2 separate regions of the Mus musculus genome follow, and region 1 is linked to region 2. A link is a contact called in public promoter capture Hi-C data. All regions are on one chromosome and are shown on one strand. Each heading gives the region's core, a stretch centred on a gene start, on an enhancer-like site or on the middle of the called end of the contact. The rest is flanking DNA. Distances are from core to core; before and after follow the strand shown. Region 1 holds the start of Zfp763 (zinc finger protein 763). Region 2 holds the start of Zfp799 (zinc finger protein 799).

Region 1 (6,991 bases), core at 2,961-5,460, 200 kb before region 2:
TTTTTTTTTTTTTTTTTTTTTTTTGGTTTTTCGAGACAGGGTTTCTCTGTGTATCCCTGGCTGTCCTGAAACTCACTTTGTAGACCAGGCTGGCCTCAAACTCAGAAATTCGCCTGCCCCTGCCTCCCAAGTGCTGGGATTAAAGGCGTGCGCCACCACGCCCTGCTCCCCTTTCATTTCTTATTTCTCTAATTTGTATATTCTATCTCTGTCTTTTAATAAGTCTGCATATGTGTTTGTCTGTCTTGCTGATTTTCTCAAAGAACCAACTCTTTGTTTCATTGAACCTTTATTGTTCTCTTTGTTTCTATTTTATTGATTTTATGCCTGAGTTGATTATTTCTTGCATTCTACTCTTGATGTGATTAATTCTTTTTGTTCTAGAGATTTCATGTGGATTAAGTTGATAGTATAAGTTCTCTCCAGTTATCATTTAAAAAAAAAATGTGGGCACTTGATGCTATGCTATGAACTTGCCTCTTATAAGTGTTTTCATTATGTCCCATAAGTTTGGGTATGCTGTTCATTCGTTTTCATTGAATTCTACAAAGTCTTTAATTTCTTTCCTTATTTCTGTCTTGACCCATTCTCTTTTAGTAGAGAGTTGTTCAGTTTCCATTAGTTTGTGAGCTTTCTGTTGTTTTGTCGTTGTTGATATCCAGCTTTAATTTGTGGTCTGAAGAAAAGCATGGAGTTATCTCAGTTTTCTTGTATTCGTTGAGACTTGCCTTGTGTCCAAGTATTCAGTTTTGGAGAAAGTTTCATGAGATGCAGAGAAGATGATTTATTCTTCTGTGTTAAGATGAAAATTTCTGTAAATATCTGTTAGGTCCATTTGCTTTATAAGATCTTTTAGTTCCAGTATTTTTCTATTCATTTTTTGCCTGGATAACCTGTCTATTGGAGAGATTGGGTATTTGAAGTCTCTCACTATCAGTGTGTGAGGGACAATATGTGTGTTAAACTGTACTAGAATTTCTTTTACAAACTTTGGTATCCTTGTGTTTGGTACATAGATTTTAAGAATTGAAATGTCATCTTTGTGGATTTTTTTCTTCCAGTAGTATGAAGTATCCTTCTCTATCTCTTTTGATTACTTTAGGTTTGAAGTCTATTTTATTTGAAACTAAAATGGCTCCGCCAGCTTGCTTGTTAGGTTCATTTGCTTGGAAAATCTTTTTCTACCCCTTTACCCTGAGGTGATGTCAATTCTTGATCTTGAGGAGTTGTTCTTATATACAGCAGATGGTGGATCCTGGTTTTGCATCCATTTCGTTAGTCTGTCTCTTTTTATTGGGGGATTGAAACACTTAATATTTAGAGATATCAATGACCCATTGTTGATTCTTGTTATTTTGGTTGTGATAGTGGAGAAGAAGAGACAGAAACAGAGACATACAGACAGAGACTGTGTGTGTTTCCCTTTTTTTGATTTTGCAGGTCTGAGGTTATTTTATTCTCTGTGTTTTCATAGGTAAGTTAATCTTTATAGGTTGGAATTTTTCTTCTATCCAGGTCCTTCAGGTTTTTGGAGTCTCCATTGAGAAGTCAGGTATAATTCTAATATATATACCTTTATATTATAATTGGTCTTTTTCCCTTGCAACTTTTATTTTATTTTATTAGATATTTTCTTCATTTTCATTTCAAATGCTATCCCGAAAGTCCCCTATACCCTCACCACCACCACCCTGCTCCCCAACCCACCCACGCACGCTTCCTGGCCCTGGCATTCCCCTGTACTGGGGCATATAATTTTTGCAAGAACAAGGGCCTCTCCTCCCAATGATGGCCAACTAGTCCATCTTCTGCTACATATGCAGCTAGAGACACGAGCTCTGGGGGTACTGGTTAGTTCATATTGTTGATCCTCCTATAGGGTTGCAGACCCCTTCAGCTCCTTGGGTACTTTCTCTAGCTCCTCCATTGGGGGCCCTGTGTTCCATCCAATAGATGACTGTGAGCATCCACTTCTGTATTTGCCAGGCACTGGCATAGCCTCACACGAGACAGCTATATCAGGGTCCTTGCAACTTTTAATATTCTTTTTGTTGTTGTTCTGTATGTTTAGTGTTTTGATTATTATGTGGTGAGGAGACTTTCTTTTCTGGTCTAGTCTGTTTGGTGTTCTCTATGTTTATGGGCATGTCCTTTATATTAGGAAAATTTTTCTTTGATGGTCTTGTTGAAAATATTTTCTGGGCCTGTGAGGTGGGATCCTTCGTCTTCCTCTATTTTTATTATTCTTAGGTTTGATTTTTTTAATAGCCGTCCTAGATTTTCTGAATGTTTTGTATCAGGACGTTTTTAGATTTAGCATTTTCTTTGTCTAATGTATTCATTTTTTATTGTATCTTTAATACTTGACATCCTCTTGTATTCTGGTAGTGAAGTTTGCCTCTGTAGTGCATGTTTGAATTCATTATTTTTTTTAATTTCTAGAATTCCCTCAGTTTGTGTTTTCTTTACTGCTTTTATGTTCATTTTCAGGTCTTGAACAGTTAAATTTATTTATTTCCACGATTTGTGTGTGTTTTCTTGGCCATCTTTAGAGAATTTATTTATTTTCATCCCAAGAACATCTATCATCTTCATACAGTCAGTTTTATGGTCTTTTCATTGTGCTTCAGCTATGTCGGATTGAATATTCAGGGCCTGCTGTGGTTAGGATAGTTGGACTTTAGTGGAGACATGTTGTAGCCTCACTGTTATTGGTGGTGTTTTTATGATTAAGTGTAGGCATCTGATTTTGGATGAATTACAGATCCAGGTGCTGACTTCTGGATTTCTTTGTTGGATTTCTTTTGTTGGATTTCTTTTGTTGGATTTCTTTTGTTGGATTTCTTTTGTTGGATTTCTTTGTTGGATGGGTATTTCTCTCTTGGTTTCTAGTTCCCCTCCAGATTTTCTGAGTCTGGTGGGGGGAAGGGGACCTCATAAAATTGCAAAGCTTCTGTAAGGCAAAAGACACTGTCAATAAGACAAAAAGGTAACCAACAGAATGGGAAAAGATCTTTACCAATCCTAAATCTGATAGGGGGCTAATGTCCAATATATGTAAAGAGCTCAAGAAGTTGGACTCCAGAAAATCAAATAACTCTATTAAAAATTGAGGTACAGAGCTAAACAAAGAATTCTCACCTGAGGAATACCGAATGGCTGAGAAGCACCTAAATGAAGGTGTTGAAAGAGGTTGCCACCACCACCACCACCACCACAGGAAGCAATAGAAGGCATCCTCTGTGAGTTCCCAGACTTCCTAGTTGTCTCTACCTCAGCACTACAGAAGGGCTGTTTGTCACTGTGATGTTGACGGTTGTGATGTATGTGTATATTTGTAGATGTAGACATCCCTCTGGATTTTGAGCCAAGGAAATTTTTTGTCTGAATTGAAGAGTTACTCTATATATGTCTTGAATTCTATGTTGAATATTACTGCTATGTAACTTCGTGTTTCTGTAATTCAATAATTGTATTCATTGGTTGTTGCTCTAATTTTATTGATTAAAAAAATGGATTGGTTGAGTAGCAGTGCATAGTGGCCCACACCTTTAAATTCCAGCATTCTGGAAGCAAAGGCAGTTGGATTACTGTAAATCCGCGACAAGCCTGGTGTATATGGTGAGTACTTAGACAGCCACAGCTACATAGCAGAGATTCTGCCTCAAAACAACAATAAAAACAAGCAAACAAAATCAATAAATTGAAACATAACGTGTGAGAGAGCTTTACAACACTTTTACCTCATTCCAAAGTCATGAGTTTGCATAGTAGGATCTCCTGGTTCCTGTCTCTGGACAGATCTTTGATTCTGTGGGTCTTCCCATTAAGAACTTGAATCAAAAATGTGCAGGGCAAACTTGGACACTGTAATCAAAGCAGTAGAGGGCCCCAGAGTTCACAAGAACAAAGTGCATAAAGTAGCCTGTTCCCCTTAAAGGCAAAGTTATAAAACAGGTCGGAACCGGCTTAGTCCACTTAAAAAACAAAAGGAAAACAAACAAACAAACAAACAAAAAAACTGGCGTACAAAAGAATCCGCTATTCTAACTGCACTGGGAAAGAGGAATGTTATTAATTAAGGCATTTAAGCTCAAGGCTGTCACTATCTTTCCTCAATCAGGGATGCTGTTACTGCTATTCATGAACTGTCCAATGACGAACCGGTACATTCGGAAGGTCCCGCCCTTGCCGCCATGTTTGAGTCCTGTGTTGTTGAGAAGGTCTGTGGTGGTGTTGGGGCTGGACTATATCTCCTGTATTTAGGCCTATTAGGAAGAACACCTGGATGCATATGAAAGAGGAAATGGTGAGTATGCCTTGGGCTCCTGGAGTCGTAAGTGAAAGCTTTGTGACACTGCAGTCTGTGGCGCTGTTGCCTGCCGTTCCCTTGGTGCTGTGCAGCCTAGTGTGCCTTGGAGCGGGACACTGGAATTGTGCGCAGAGCAGGCGACCGGGCACCGGAGCCCGCTCTGTTCTGTCCTAGGGAAGCTACTTCGTTCCAGGCCCCTATCTTCATGGGGTTAGTCCTCACCTGGAACCTGCGCCTCCGCAGACACTGCAGCACTGCAGGTTGGTGACGCGGAGTCCAGACTGTGGTGTAAGGGGACTTGGGTGGTGTGAGCAGTTGCTCGTATGCCTTATAGGCATATCTCTGCTGCTTTCGATTCTTTTCTCTCATCGCCTTTGTAAATTATATTCTTCACAGTACTGCAGTTGAACACTAGGCCGGGAGAACTTATTAATCTCTCTCTCTCTCTCTCTCTCTCTCTCTCTCTCTCTCTCTCTCTCTCTCTCTCTCTCTGTGTGTGTGTGTGTGTGTGTGTGTGTGTGTGTGTGTGTGTGTGTGTGTGTGTGTGCGCGCGCGCGCTGCCCTTTAAAGATGAGATTAAAGAGTATTTAATTGTGCCGTCTGTGAGTAGGCCAAATTTTTCAATCTTAGAGAAAGTAGAGAAGTACAATGATGGGTTTTTTCCCCCTGACCATTTCTGAAGCCAAAATTCGGGTTTTTAAAAAGCTTTCCTAGACTTCGTTTTTGTGAGCCCTGTAAAGTAGATCAGGTGCTTGCCAATCTACATCGTTTGCTTGTGTGCTGGAGGCCGGTTCTCCAAATAGAAGAAATTGTGACTAAGAGTATTTGATCAGTATTTACCAGATGACATTCTTTTAGGGGTGTGGGGGAGTTGGTATTTTCAGTAGAATATTCATTTGAACAGTATTATTTCTGCCACTTCGTGGACTTGAGTATTCTATTTCTTTACTATTTGAAGTTGTCATCGCTGAAGTCTTTTTACCCTTTTACTGGGCTTTATTTCTAATTCTTTTCCCGTTACCATGAATGGTATTTTGTTTCTGATTTTCCCTTCCACTCTAGTCTTTATTGGAGTAGAGAAATGACATTGCTTACTGTATATTGATTTTATATCCTGCTATGCATAAAAAGTATTAAATAATACAAAGAAAATGACTACTTTTTAAAATTCTCTCTGTATTGTATTCATGCTCAAATTGATGGGAACGTTAGCAGGTACTAGGTAATTTTAGCTAATTATAAGTAAAATAACAATTTTAGCTAATTATAGGTAAAATAATGAGCAGTTACATACTAAAATGAGAAGGACCTTGGAGAGGGTAACATTGTTATGAAACATGGTTATAGTTATACTATTATTTGAAAATAAATTTAAATTACTTGTACAATGAATTTTTTTAAAGTCTTGGGACACAGTATTTAGAAAAGAGCATTTTTGATTTTCTAATAGAATTCAAAGAGAAAATAATACCAAAGTAAAATGAAAGTGTAGGATCTCAAGAGTCGGATGACTCAATTGTCAAGAATGCTTACCACTTTTGCAAGGGAACCTGGATTCTGTTCCCAGAGCCAGGTTGGGCAGCTCACAAACACTTGTAAATCCAACTCCTGACATTCTTCTCTGGCCTCTAGAGCCTGCACACAAATTGTAAACACACAACCATACACAGACACACATATTTTTTATGTGTATAAAAAATAAATTAAAAAAAAGGAAATCAAGCAAAATATAGTTATATAGTTTATTGCAATAAGAGTTACACATTAAAGACATACAAATGTTTGTTAACAATTGTCCATTCGAATGTCAGGTGTGTGTGTGTGTGTGTGAGTGTGTGTGCAAGCAAGTGCGCATGTGCCTGTGCCCATGTGAGGATGCATGCTCAAGCACACCACGTACAAGGGGGTGATTAGAGTAGAAGACCTAACTGTCTTCCTTATATGGGAAAAATAATCACATATAAGAGAAGGAGTTTAGAAATGGTGTTGAGGGGATTAAAAATATGAGCCATTGCTGATCATAGTGAAATCCTGAAATTCCAGCAGTTGCCTCTCAGTTAATGGTGGGGCTTTGGAAGCCACTCCCAAGTCCATTGCTGGAGTTATTTTACTGGCATGATTTCATGCAGTATTTGTGTGGGTAACCACAAGCTATTGTTAACTCGTGTATGCAGCAGCCGTGCCATGCACTGAACACAGCATTTCACGGTACTGCTCATATCCTCCAGTCATTATATTTTCAATTCAGGAGTGGGGTGTTGCTGGGAATAGACCTGACCGTGTTTTTGTTTGGAGGAATGTAGATTTGGGGACTTGGGATTTGCAAAGTCATGGAATGCTTTAAGTGGGACTTAATGGGCCATCCTAGCAGGAATATGGAAGACATTGGGCTGAGGGTGATTCAATCTCTGGAGTTCGTTCTTATGATGTTTTAGTGAAGAGTGTTGCTGCCTTTTATCCTTGCTTAAAGAGTCTGCTGATTTATACTAATTGCATTGACAAAGGAAGTCTCAGAAAAGCTCAGCATAGACTTTGCCCTCTGGTGTACTCTCATGGAGAGTATTTTAATCAAGATTAGCCACCTTAGGAAGGAAAAATACAAAATGTTTGGTTTAAGTAATAAAAGGGACCAGGAAGTACAATTGAGCTAAATCCTGTATTTGAGGAGATAAACAGATT
Region 2 (7,125 bases), core at 517-3,016:
TGTAGATATCTGTTAAATCTATTTGGTCCATAACTTCTGTTAGTTACACTGTGTCTCTGTTTAGTTTCTGTTTCCATGATCTGTCTATTGCTGAGAGTGGGGTGTTGAGCTTTAGTGAAGTTTCTTTTATGAATGTGGGTACCCTTGCATTTGGAGCATAAATGTTCAGAATTGAGAGCTCTTCTTGGTAGATTTTTCCTTTGATGAGTATGAAGTGTCCTTCCTTATCTTTTATGATAATTTTAGGTTGACAGTCAATTTTATTTGATATTAGAATGGCTACTCCAGCTTGTTTTGGGGACCATTGTCTTGGAAAATTGTTTTGCAACCCTTTTCTCTGAGGTAGTGTCTGTCTTTGACACTGAGGTGCAATTCCTGTATGCAGCAAAATTCTGGATTGTTTATGTATCCAGTCTGTTAGTCTATGTCTTTTTATTGAGGAATTGAGTCCATTGGTGTTAAGAGATATTAAGAAATAGTGATTGTTGATTCCTGATATTTTTGTTGTTTGAGGTGGAATTATGTTTGTGTGGCTGTCTTCTTTTGGGTTTGTTGAAAGAAGATTACTGTCTTGCTTTTTCTAGGGTGTACTTTCCTTTCTTGTGTTGGAGTTTTCCTTCTATTATCCTTTTTAGGTCTGGATTTTTGGAAAGATATTGTGTAAATTTGTTTTTGTCATGGACTATCTTGCTCTCTCCATCTATGGTAATTGAGAGTTTTGCTGGATATAGTAGCCTGGGCTGGCATTTGTGTTTTCTTAGGGTCTGTATGACATCATATTTCTTACTGTCTTAGCTGAAGAATCAAAAAAGGAAAAAAAAATCTAATGAAGGTAGAGATCTCTGTAGAAGAGGCAGTGTAATGTTTGTAAGACCAGAGGAGATGGGTGACTTCAAGAAAACAGTGTTTTCCAGATAAGCAGGGTTGGTGCACATAAGAACTCAGAGAGACAGTGGCTACATGTACAAGACCTACATAAGTTCAATAAAGTTAGACAAAAATCCCAGCCCAGGGAAGGGGAAGTGGTAGCAAAGTCCCACTCCTAATCAAGATGCTAGGAGAGCGAAAATTGTTTTTCCTTAATGGAGTGACACAGGGAACATCAACCACACTCCAAATGAGGCCCCGTATGTGGGAGCAGCTGGCCAACACAAAGCAGAAATTTGTTGTCGCTTGCTTGTTTGATGAGATGATACATGAGGGGGTTTGGAAGACCTGTGCTTTTGAGGAAGGAGGCTGATTATTTTTATTTTTTTCATTTTATTATTTTGTGTGTGTGTGCAGGTATATTTTTCCTGCAGGTATGGTTTGTGCACCCATTGCATGCATGGTGCCCTTGGAGGCAAAAATAGGGCATCAGGCATCAGATCCCCTGGAATTAAGAGTTACAGACAATTGTGAACCACGATGAGGTTCTGGAAAGCCAACCCGAGTTCTCCAGAAGAACTTCAAAGGAGCCATCTCCCTAGCCCCAACCCTTTGACTTTTGCCCTTCTGGGATCATCAAAATATCTTGTGTGGTGATATTGAAACATGAGCTATAAATAAATGTACCAAAAAGGAACGATAAAAGTAGTGCATCTGAGAAAAAACCTTGGTGGGGCCAGGTGCTCTCCAGAGTAGGAACCAGGGTCAACTGTGAAGTCTTCCAGGGAGGAAGGAGATGTTTCTATTGTCACTCAGGATTCAGGAGGCAGGCTCACGGATTGTTGGCCAATCAAGGAGAACGTTTGGTAGCTGTGTGAACTGCCCAATGAGGAGTTTCGGTCTTCGGTGACGTAGAAAGCACAACATTTGGGGTGCCATTGTGTGTCCCCGCCATATTGTCGTCCTGTGTCTTTGACTGCGGCCCCCAGGTCTCTCTCCTCGGTATCTCTGTCCCCCCTACTGACAGCGGGAATCGCAGGAGGTCACCTGGACACCCGGTGACTGGAAATGGTGCGTGCGCAGGCTGTAGGGAGGAGGCTACTGTAAGCGGAGGCGGCAGTGGGGACGCGGCCTTCCAGGGCAGCTGAGTCTGCATCTCATCTGCTCTGCTGGGCCGCGCTGCCCGGGTCCCTCTGGATGGAGCTGGACCAGCAGGCAGAGCTGCGGTCCTGTCCTTTGCTGAGAGCTCAGTGCTGCGGGGTCTCAGGTCAGCTGGGCGCTTGCAGCCTGCGTCTCCGCAGTCTGGGAGGTGTAGGCGGAGAGTCGTGGGGAACCGTGGGTTTGGGCTCTTGTAAGGGGATTTGTAGGAAAACCGCGAGGTGAGCCCGGGTTCTATGCACGTTGTCAAAAAAAAAAAAAAAAAAAAAAAAAAAAAAAAAAAAGTAGGCTGCATTTATGTCTGCTCAGTGTCCCAATTTACTTAACAGTCAGTCATTTCTCAGCCTTTATCGGCTAGGATTTGATGAGTACACCTGGTTATCCTTGAGAGCTGGCCATTGGCAACCACGATGCATTTATCCCTATCTTAAGTATTACTATCAATAGGCAGGTAACACATGACCATTTAACACAATGGTATACAAAGTGCAAGTTACTAAATGGTTAGAAAGGCTGAAAATATAGGAGGTTCTCAAGTTGGAGGCAGAGAACTGGTAAGACTTATCAGTGAGGGTGTAGAATGTCCAATGCACGTTCCGAGCACAGGCTGTTGTTAGAAGGCCTGTTTGAAGTGAGCTGAGGTCCTAGAGCTGGAGTCCTAGGGTAGAGACGGGGCTTTTCCTGTGATAAGTTTTCTGGCTTTTGACAATTGACCCTATGACCCGTCAACCAGCTTGTTGCAGTTTCTATAGTCTCAGGCAGGGGGTTATATCTGGTTAGGCTGGTGAGTTTTATGTGCATGTATATATGATTTGGTATATTGTCAGGCGTCATTATTGAGACAGATTATTAAATTGTGCCTTTATTTGTTCTTTGTTGATATTGATATTCAGAATAAACCAGTGCAGAGTTTTTGCTTAACAAAACAGTCATGTAGGCCAGAAAGCTGATAGTTCCCAAAGCACAGAGTATCCCAGAACAGCCCCACCCCACCCTGTCTTCTCTCACATTTCAGTGACATCCGCTAGTCCTATGAGAACATGCCTATGGGTTTCACTCAAGGGAAGTTTCCTCTAAATTCCATGACTTGTATTCTTAGCCTAAGGATTCTTATAACTCTCAATAAATGCCTGACTTTCCAAACCCTTTTGACATTGCTGGACTTACTGAAAAGGAAAATTCACGTGCATGGCTTGCTCAGATTGGTCCTTATCATAAGTATTACTGGTCACGTGCATGGCTTGCTCAGATTGGTCTTTATCATAAGTATTACTGGTCACGTGCATGGCTCGCTCAGATTGGTTTTTATCATACGTATTACTGGTCACGTGCATGGCTCGCTCAGATTGGTTTTTATCATACGTATTACTGGTCACGTGCATGGCTCGCTCAGATTGGTCCTTATCATAAGTATTACTGGTCACGTGCATGGCTTGCTCAGATTGGTCTTTATCATAAGTATTACTGGTCACGTGCATGGCTCGCTCAGATTGGTCTTTATCATAAGTATTACTGGTCACGTGCATGGCTTGCTCAGATTGGTCTTTATCATAAGTATTACTGCCTTGGATTGTTTCTAAACGTTTTAACATGAAAAAATCTTCATGGGGTAAGACATGACTGGATATGAATGGGCTATTGCAATAGAATAAAGCCCCACATGGAAGATTGAAAAGCTTCCCTACAGATGGCCAGAGGGCTTCTCTTGAAGGAAGTTAAAAACAGTGGTGAATGAAGCATAGAACACCCAAGATACAATTTGCAAAACACAAGAAAATCAAGAAGAGGGAAGACCAATGGGTGGATACTTCGTTCCTCCTTAGAATAGGGAACAAAATACCCGTGAAAGGAGTTATAGAGACAAAGTTTGGAGCTAAGACGAAAGGATGGACTATCCAGACCAGAGACTACCCCACCCGGGGATCCATCCCATAATCATCCACCAAACCCAGACACTATTGCATATGCCAGCAAGATTTTGCTGAAAGGACCCTGATAGAGCTGTCTCTTGTGAGACTATGCCAGTGCCTGGCAAATACAGAAGTTGATGCTCACAGTCATCTATAAGATGGAACACAGGGCCCCCAATGGAGAAGCTAGAGAAAGTACCCAAGGAGCTGAAGGGGTCTGCAACCCTATAGGTAGAACAACAATATGAACTAACCAGTACCCCCAGAGCTTGTGTCTCTAGCTGCAGAGATATGTAGCAGAAGATGGCCTAATTGGCCATCACTGGAAAGAGAGGCCCCTTGGTATTGCAAACTTTATATGCCCCAGTACAGGGGAATGCCAGGGCCAAGAAGCAGGAGAGGGTGGGTAGGGGAGCAGGGTGGGGGGAGGGTATAGGGAACTTTCGGGATAGCATTTGAAATTTGAAATGTATATAAAGAAAATATCTAATAAAAAATGGGGAAAAAAAAAACAGTGGTGAATAAGGAAGCAAAGGCTAGTTGATAGGCCAGCCTGGTCACATAGTGAGTTTCAGGCCAGCCAGAGCTTGACAGTAAGACTCTGACTCAAAATAAATACATAAAATCTACCATACATAGCAATCACAACTTTTAAAGCCATTTCATTATTTACTGTGTATGGGGGTGGTCTGTGTGTCATGGAGTATGTATGTAAGTTAGAGGACCACTCCCTGGAGTTCGTTCTCTCCTCACATCATGTAGGTTCTAAGGAACTATGTCCTGTGCTCAGATTGCTTACCCAGTGAGGCATCTCACTGGCTCATATCTAGAGTTTTAACTTTTAATTCCTGTTCTAGGATAGTACTGTCAATTTAAGTATAGTTGTGAGGACTCAAGTACAGTGTGCAGGAGTGAATCCTAACGAACAGCTTGTCTTGGCACAATATAGCCTCTGTGTTTAATAAACTGTGTTCATCCTTTCACATTATTTAAGGCATGGACCCTCCAGGTCTTGTGGAAGCTCGAAGCTGGAGGCATGACCTGAAACTGAGGCCACTGAGTGCTACTTACTGCCTTCTTCACTGTGGCTTCCTCAGCCTGTTTTCTTATTCTACCCAGGACCATCTACCAGGATGGCACCACCCATAGTGAACTGGATCTTACCATGGCATCATTAATGAAGAAAATGCCCTCAGACTAAGATTCTCCTTCCCAGGCTGGGTGTGATGATGCCCGCCTTTAATTCCAACACTGAGGAGGCACAGGCAGGTGGATCTCTCAGAACTCAAGGCCAGCCTGGTCTACAGTGATTTCCAGGAGAGCCATGGCTGTTACACAGAGAAACCATGCCTCAAACTAACTCCCCCAAAAGAACCAAACCGAAAACAAAAAAATTCCCCTTCCCAGATATGTCAAACTTTGTTAACCAGCTCATTTATCTTCTGTGTTAACTCAGAAACAAAGGTAGCCCCATTACCTTTCGGTATGCTATTAGACAATGCATTAGGGGAGATAGTCTTTCTGACAAGTACTTTAATTACTTCATAGTCTTTTTAGTGAGAGTGGGAGAGACTTCAAACTACTCTGAACGAAAGTGTCAGCGTAGATCAACATTTATTTAAACCCGCTTGATCCTGGCATTTAAGGAAAGTTGACTTGTTCAATCCTTGAATGGGTATTAACTATGTTAATTGATTTTTTAAAAATTATTTTATTTACATGAGTACACTGTAGCTGTCTTCAGACACACCAGAAGAGGGCATTGGATCCCATTACAGATGGTTGTGAACCACCATGTGGTTGCTGGGAATTGAACTCAGGACCTCTAGAAGAGTAGTCCCTGATTTTTCTTTTTTTAAGATTTTTTATCTTAATTTTGAATCATGTGTACTAGTGTGTGCACATGAATACAGGTGCTTGGAGAGGCCAAAGGTGACAACATCTCTGTAGACGAGTTACAAACCTGACATGGGGGCTGCAAACCAAACTCAGTTCTGGATCTTTTCTCTTCTCTTCTCTTCTCTTCTCTTCTCTTCTCTTCTCTTCTCTTCTCTTCTCTTCTCTTCTCTTCTCTTCTCTTCTCTTCTCTTCTCTTCTCTTCTCTCCTCCTCTCCTCCTTCCCTTCCCTTCCCTTCCCTTCTCTTCTCTTTTCTCTCTTTCTCCCCCTACCCCCTTTCTTCTTGTTTTGTTTTTTCATTCCCCTTAGGCAGAGTCTCTTTGAAGTCCTGACAATCTTGGAACTTGCTGTGTAGATCAGGCTAGCTTTGAACTCACAGAAATCCTCCTGCCTCTGCTTCAGAATGCTAGAATGAAAGGTGTGTTCCACCACTCCTGGCCAAGAGTATTGGATCTTAATGGAACCGTCTCTTCATTCTTTGTTTGAAATTGTTTTTCTGATCCATGGTAACTAATAAACTCTGGGAGAGGGCCATTTCTATTTACTTATATACCACTGGTGAGCCCACCCAGGCCACATGTTTATTTCCAAATTCAGAGTCAGACAGCCTCAATTAAACTCCGTGGAACTCTAAACAGATAAAATCAATGACTATGAAAAAGAGATTTGCAATGAAGAAACAGGGATGGAAGGATGAGAAGGAGTAAGAGACGGTGTGGGGGAGAAAAACCAGAACACATCATATATGTATGTATGTCAGCACATATCATATATGTATGTATGTCAGCACATATCATATATGTATGTATGTCAGCACATATCATATGTATGCATGTCATCTTTCCTTAAAGCTTCTCTTGTAGATCTTGAAAAGACAAGATTTCTTTGTATTTATATGCAAGTGTGTATGTCTCTGCATATGCACACACGTGCACAGGTGACGGGGAGGCCAGAGGAGGGTGTTGAGTACCTCAGAGCTGGAGCCAAGACCTGCTATTGGTGATGAACTCGAGTCCTCTGAAAGAGCAGCAATGCTCTTAGCCATTGAGCCATCTCTTCAGTCTTACAAATGACTTTGTGATGTAAGCCCTTGGTGCCGTATTTAAGCTTTCCAGTTTGCTCTCACTTCTTTTTAGTTCCATTTTGATTCAGTCCTCCATATTGAAGATAGGGGAGTGGGACATCACCTAACTTCCTTTCCAGTTTTAAAACAGTTCTTACACTCGGTCAGCATGTCTGATTTGGAGCCCCAGAAAGCCAGATATACAGGTACATGCTGTGCTGGTGGGAGTG

Evidence for each region. Capture Hi-C pulls out chosen DNA fragments and counts their contacts.
Region 1: a promoter capture Hi-C map of adipose tissue shows a contact between it and region 2. The contact joins the promoter of Zfp763 here to the promoter of Zfp799 in region 2. A contact is called at or near these places in 4 of 39 promoter capture datasets (hippocampal neurons, liver and macrophages) and 3 of 9 other capture datasets (adipose tissue, liver and pancreatic islet).

The regions. Positions count from the first base shown.
Region 1 is chr17:33,030,600-33,037,590 of GRCm38.p6, reverse strand. Zfp763 (zinc finger protein 763) reads left to right here and starts at 4,210. Exons shown (of 4, transcript NM_028543.3): 1 at 4,210-4,309. The coding sequence starts at 4,289.
Region 2 is chr17:32,824,902-32,832,026 of GRCm38.p6, reverse strand. It overlaps Zfp799 (zinc finger protein 799), which reads left to right and starts at 1,766. Exons shown (of 4, transcript NM_177359.5): 1 at 1,766-1,938. The coding sequence starts at 1,936.